Regions from separate parts of the Capra hircus genome. Here region 1 is linked to region 2. Evidence: chromatin contacts called from public Hi-C data. All regions are on one chromosome and are shown on one strand. The core of a region is the stretch at or near the end of the contact, and the rest is flanking DNA. Distances in the headings are between cores, read along the strand shown. Region 1 overlaps CACNA2D4 (voltage-dependent calcium channel subunit alpha-2/delta-4). Region 2 has its middle 46 kb from the start of FBXL14.

Region 1 (3,185 bases), core at 166-2,665, 76 kb after region 2:
GGGTGTTCAGGGCTGGTCACCACAGTATTATGTGCATAATGGTTTCCTCCTACCCGCCCGGACCCCGTGGATCCAAGTGCGATGGGGGCAATATGGAGAAGCTGTGTTTAAGTTTACCAAGGGCCTGGCCCCTGGGAGACCAGCTCTCATCATAAAAACACTGCTGGGTCCCTCCCTGCACGAATGCACATGGATGAGGGTTCCAGAGGTGCCCTCCCAGCTGCACACTGGGTGTCCAGTGCTCTCACGTCTGAAGGGTACAGGCTTGGGCCGAGGTTTGGGGATGAAGACCCCTGCCACCAGCCCCCACCTCTGGATGGAAGGCGTGGCAGGCGTCCGGGCGCCTGCGGAGCTTCTGGGAACGCATCCTGTCGCACTTGATGGAGGCGTTATGTGCAGAGGTCACTGTTAAGGTGAACACAGCTGAGGCGGAGATGACACTGGAGCCTGTGTGTGTGACAGTCGCTCAGTCGTGTTCGACTCTGCGACCCCAAGGACTGTAGCCCGCCAGGCTCCTCTGTCCATGGGATTCTCCAGGCGAGAGTACTGGAGTGGGTTGCCTTTCCCTTCCCCAAGGGATCTTCTCGACCCAGGGATTGAACTCAGGCCTTCTGCACTGCAGGCAGATGCTTTACTGTCTGAGTAAGGGAAGCCCAAGAATACTGGAGTGGGTAGCCATTCCCTTCTCCAGGGGATCTTCCTGACCCAGGGATCGAACTCAGGTCTCCCGCTTTGCAGGTGGATGTCTGTGCCACCCGGGAGCCTCTGGGGACTCAGTTCTGGAACCTCTGGTGGGACTGGCTGCCTCACTGCCTTCCAGGGTCAGAGGTCAGCCCTTGGAGCCGTGGGAAGGGCAGGGTGTTGGTGGTGAGTGTGGCTAGCCCCACCTCTCTAGATCTGAGCCCCTCGGTGATGACCCGCCCTCCCCGCTCCCCCGTCCACCCCTCCCCTGCATCCCACACACACGCAGGCTGGAGCCCCAGAGGATATATTTGACCTCCTCTGCCTCCCGCAGCACTGGCGGGAAGGTGCTGCAGTCGCAGGTGCGATCCGTCACCAGGAGCAGCAGGTTGCTGCTGGGGACCTGCTGCATCACAAACGCCCTGTGGACACGAGAGAGGTTGGCCCATGGAAGCTCCGAGCAGCTGGACGCTGGGCTTCAGGGAGGCTCTTCTGGAGATGGCGCGAGGGCTTTGGGGGCCCAGGTCAGCCCCCTGGTGGGAGGCAACCTGGTTTACATCTCCCACAAGCCTTTGCAGCTGCCCTGCTCCTTTCCTAGCAGATTGGAGGGAAGGAAGCCCAGACATCTAGGGGGATAAGAGTTGTTATTGATGTCTGTGGGGAACACAGGCCTAAGTCAAGACCATGTCAAGTAAACAGGCCAGTGTGGAGAGGCCGCCCCCAGCAGGGTTACAGTGCTCAGGCGTAGCCACAAGGTGGCGCCCCAGGCCCGCACGCTGCCTGATTGGGAGCCAGGTAGGTGCAAGCCGGTTGCGGTCGCTGGCTCAGCCAGTGCGTTGGCCACAGACACTGCCCGTAGGCATTTCCTACGGGGTAGAGGACTTCATACGTGCACGTGCACACACACACAGCACACCCACGTGCCCATATACACGTGCACAACAGACTCACATGTACATATTCAACCTTCTTAACACCATATGAAGTTGGTATCATCCCTGTTTTGCAGAAGGGAAAGCTGACGCCTCTGGGTAAAGTGATGCACAAGGTCACCAGTTCCTCTTCAGTCAAAGTCCGTCTACTCTGAGGCCTTGGCTTTACCCACACTGTTCGCCGTATCCACCCTGCCAGCCTCTGAGATAAGTGTACAAATAACTATATTCCTGTGAAACCAGCTGTGTGAGTCCTACAATGACAGTGCCTGCCTGAACAAGATGGGCTAGCTGTGTCTGAGGCCAGGGTCCCAGGCGTCCCACTAGAAGGCAGTTTGCTTGTGCCCTGAATCTCAGGGACATCCTGGAAGCCCCTGGGGAGTGGCATGCTGGCAAGTGGACAGCCTAGGGGAGGCCATCTCCTCCAGGTCAGGATGGAACATCCCGTGGGTGGGCGGTGGCCTGAGGTCGGGGTGGGAGTGAGCAGCGCAGAACTTTGAGCCAGGCCTCCCGGCCTCCCTGGGCCAGAGCCTGGCCTCCCTGCGGGAGCTCGGGCAGAGGTGTCAGGTGCCCTAGCCACTCCTGAAACGTCCTCCAGCCTGCCGGTCCTCTGTGTGGACAGATGTCTAAGTGAGAGCTGGCCCTCCTTCCCTGAGTCTGCCCTGGCCTCAGGGCCATCTCTCCTGTCTGCCGACATGGACACTATGCCAGCCCTGTCCCCAGCTGGCTGCCATGCTCTGGGCCGAGGCCTGTGGTCCCTCCACCGAGGAAGCGGGCACAGAGGCCTTGCCGCGGGGACCCGACCTGGCTCCCTCCCCTCCCCGCTCACTTCTGGCAGGCGCGGCACTCCACAGTGCCGTTGGCCTCCCGCAGGGCCGTCTGGTGGACGAACACGGGGTAGGCGGTGTCACAGGGCTGCAGCAGGTCCTGCTTCTTGTGCTTGTGGGCTGCGGGGACACGGAAGGGTGTGGACGCGGGGCTTCGGTCACCCCCGTAGGGCTGGGCCTCGACAGCCTGGGCAGTGCGGTCACTGCGCCGGGAGGAAGACGCTCCCTCCACTGGCAGATGGCAAGCCATCAGGACTTAGGGGGTGGGGGAGAGGGAGCGGCTGAGTGTGAGTGACGCCTGGGGTTACCCTGGGGACGCCTGTCTCCCTCCTCACCGTCAGCGGTGATGTCCAGGGGCTTGGAGGAGGTCAGGGTGTGGGGGGCCTGGAAGATGACAGCCCTGCTCCCTGTGGATGGTCCACCAGGCGCTCTGCAGACATAGCTCCCGGACAAGCCCTGGGCCTCCTCCCACAACTGACCCCATGGTCACTTAGAGGTGGGCGGGGGCCCAGTGCCCAGACTTCCTGGACTCCTCAGTGGGGCCTGTGTGGTCACTTGAGCGGGCTCAGAAAGGACTTGGCAAACTCAGAGGCCTGGCAGCCGCCCTGGAGGAGGACCCACGTCCACTCCTGGGTGAGCAGATAGCTGTTCCCTGTGTGGGGCCTTGGCCTCTGGACCACAGGACACTGTCCTTCTGGCGTCGTCAGAGCTATTGCCCAGGAGAGGGCTGGAGGGTTCCATTTTC
Region 2 (3,162 bases), core at 583-3,082:
AAACCCAGCTCTTTTGCAAACAGCTGTCTGTTCCTGGGCTGGGAAGATCCCCCGGAGGAGGACATGGCAACCCACTCCAGATTCTTGCCTGGAGAATCCCATGGACAGAGGAGCCTGGCGGGGTACAGTCCACAAGGTCACAAAAGTCGAACGTGACCTAGTAACAACACACAGCACAAAATTCCCCAGCCAGGGATTAAGCCCGGTCCCTCGCAGTGAGAGCTCAGAGTCCCAGCCACTGGACCTCCAGGGAACTCCCATATTTCACTAATTTGTTAAAAATTGAGTGTGGAAGGATGATGAGGGGAGTGCCCAGTCCAGCTGGGATGGGCCACTGAGACATGGGTGATGATAATGGAGCTCGGGCTCGGAAGTGGCTTGGGTCAGCCTCCGAGCCGGCAGCCAGATGCTCTTCTTGCTTGATGGTCATCATCCCAGAGGTGGGGAGTCACTGTAGTTTCCACAGAGGACTGACTGTACCAGCTGCTCTGCGTACATCATCTATAATTCCCTCGGTACCTCCGCAAGGTTGGTGTCATTATCCACAAGTTCCGGATGGGAGGAAAGACTCAGAGAAGCGAAGGAACATCCTCTGACTCACACAGCTGCTAGCTGATGCTGACTGACTCCAGGGGCCCTTCTGTCCCCTTGGTGGGTTTCTGAGTGATCCCAGGATGTGAAGTAAGAGGGGCCTGTTTCCTTCTGAGCCTCAGATGTGCGCACTGATCTGCCCCTCAGACCACCATGAATTTAGGATGAGGAGGGTGAGCAGGGAAATTTCTTCTGATGGAGGCACAAGGCTGTCCTCAACCTAAGGTAAGAGGACCAGCTGTGCAGGGCTGTGGGCTCAGAGAATCTGCCTTGCACACAGGGGAGACAGCTGTTTGCAGAAGAGCTGGGTTTAAAAGCGTGAAGGGCATCAGCCTGCTAGAAGTCAGTGTCTAGGCACTCAAAACTGACTCTGCACGAGCGGACATTGGGCCTTCCTGATAGCATCTCCCCAGGTGGCGCTAATGGTGAAGAACCCACCTGCCAATGCAGGAGACGTAAGAGACACAGGTTCGATCTCTAGACCAGGAAGATCCCCTGGAGAAGGAAATGGCAACCCATCCCAGTATTCTTGCCTGGGAAATCCCATGACAGAGGAGCCTGGCACACTACAGTGGATGGGGTTGCGAAAGTCAGGCACGACTGAGCTCACACACACACACACACACACAAGAAACTAAAATCAGTACAGTCTGTCCCCAAAGCCTCCTCCTTCGTAAGACGTGTGAACGGATAATAACTTCCTAGACCTGTTTCTAACCTCTGCTATGGTCAGTTGGACCCCTTTGGATGACCAGATAAGGAGGGCATTTCTTGGAGGCAGACCTGAGCCTTGAGCTTGGCTTCATCATGGGCCCGTCTAGCTTTGGAGAAACCCAGAGGACACAATGTGCACTGAAGGGGCGCTCAGCTGGTCCCAGTCCAGGGGACAGCAGCCCGAGAGGAGCCTCTGTGGATGCCAGTACCCACATAGGTCTGGGCAGGGCAGAGCTGGCCACTGCATGCCCTCCGCCCACCCTGGCCAGGGACCAGCCAGCAGAGGCCGCCAGCCAGCACGTGGATGTCACGTTCTCGCTAAAGAAAGCCCCTGCGGTCACCTCTGCTTCTGCTTCTACCAGTCCTGAGTCTGGCCACAAATTGAGGGCTTTTCCAGATAAAAATTCTGTTAAGCTACAGGTCAGTGTGACCCTGTAAGATAGGGACTTGCTTCTTAACCCCAGAGTCAGACACCAGAATTCCGGCCCGGCTCTGCTCTTGGCTTGTGCAAGAGCCCTGGATGCAGCCCTGGATTCCAGGCTTTGGTTTGTTATCCAGTGCTTCCTGCTCCGAGGCGGGCTTTGTGAAGCTCGGCTGCCACAGAGACAGGCAAGAACTTTGAGCAGTGTGCCCACTCCCACTCTTAGCTGGTATTTAGGTGTGCTGTGGACTGACCCAGTGATCCCTGGCTTGTTTTCTGAGCCCCTTATTGTGTATTCCCCACAAAGTGGTTAAAAAACAAAAATGAAAAAAACCAAAACACTCTCTTGGCCAAATAGACTTTTTTTTTTTTTTTGGTAACAAAAAGAACCAAAGTGGAAATAAAGGCTATCTTTCTAAGCAGAAAGAAACTATTTGTCACCAGGATAGGTAACTGAGAGTTATAGATTTCACTCCCCAGAGAAGTTTAAGGAAATAAGGGGCATTGAGATGTTTGGGGAACTTTAGTAGTGTCTGGAGACAGGTTGAAAACCAGATACTCCCTGGAGACTCATTTCAGCTACAGGACTGTGAGGCCTGCCTCCCTCAGGGGAGCTAACCACACACACCAGGACAGGCTCAGGTTTGGTGCAGAGGATGGGCCAAGTCATCTCAGGCAGTTCCCTTAGCAATAAAACAGGGATCATAATATGTGTTAGTTGCTCAGTCATGTCTGACTCTTTTCGACCCCATGGACTGTGTCTCAGGCTTCTCTGTCCATGGGATTCTCCAGGCAAGAATAGTGGAGTGGGTAGCCATTCCCTTCTCCAGGGGATCTTCCCAACCCAGGGTTCGAACCTGGGACTCCCACATCGCAGGCAGATTCTTTACCATCTGAGCCACCATAATATATTTCCTTCAGATAAGATAGAGGCTATGAAAGCTTTCTGTAAAACATTAAGTCTTATTTTTTAAAATTTTATGATTTTTTAAAATACATGTGTAGAAAGTTCACTGTGGCCTAGTTTATTTTTTTCTTTATACATTTGGGCTTCACAGTGCGGCATGTGGGATCTTAATTCCCAGATCAGGGATCAAAGCCGTGCTTGCTGTGGTTGAAGTGCAGAGTTTTAACTGGACTCCCAGGGAAGTCCCATAAGGTCTTTTTAAAGGCTGAGATATTGGTACTTGTATCAAGGCAAGATCAAAGGTAACATGGTTTTTAAAAAGCACACAACTATGACATGTAAGATCTTTGGAATCATCTCTCAGTCAAAGTTGCGGCTTCACAGGTGGCTCAGTGGTAAAGAACCTGCCTGCCAATGCAGGAGATGAGGGTTCGATCCCTGGGTTGGAAAGACCCCAGGAGGAGGAAATGGCAACCCACTCCAGTTCGCTTGCCTGGAGAATCCCATGGACAGAGGAGCCTGGTGGGCT

The links. Hi-C and Micro-C count contacts between places; a contact is called where the count stands out from the background.
Region 1: a contact with region 2 is called in a Hi-C map of blood, with 8 times the contacts expected there. The contact joins two enhancer-like sites. A contact is called at or near these places in 2 of 5 Hi-C or Micro-C datasets (both in blood).

What each region holds. Positions count from the first base shown.
Region 1 is chr5:107,158,051-107,161,235 of ARS1.2, forward strand. CACNA2D4 (voltage-dependent calcium channel subunit alpha-2/delta-4) reads right to left here. Exons shown (of 38, transcript XM_018049066.1): 35 at 2,443-2,560; 36 at 991-1,103; 37 at 311-393. Among named protein-coding and RNA genes, the nearest start is that of LRTM2, 11 kb to the right of the region's middle. Within about 2 kb of position 1,416, at least 2 of the 5 cell types and tissues checked have an H3K27ac peak or open chromatin away from gene starts, as enhancers often do.
Region 2 is chr5:107,082,024-107,085,185 of ARS1.2, forward strand. No RefSeq gene overlaps it. Among named protein-coding and RNA genes, the nearest start is that of FBXL14, 46 kb to the left of the region's middle. Within about 2 kb of position 1,833, at least 2 of the 5 cell types and tissues checked have an H3K27ac peak or open chromatin away from gene starts, as enhancers often do.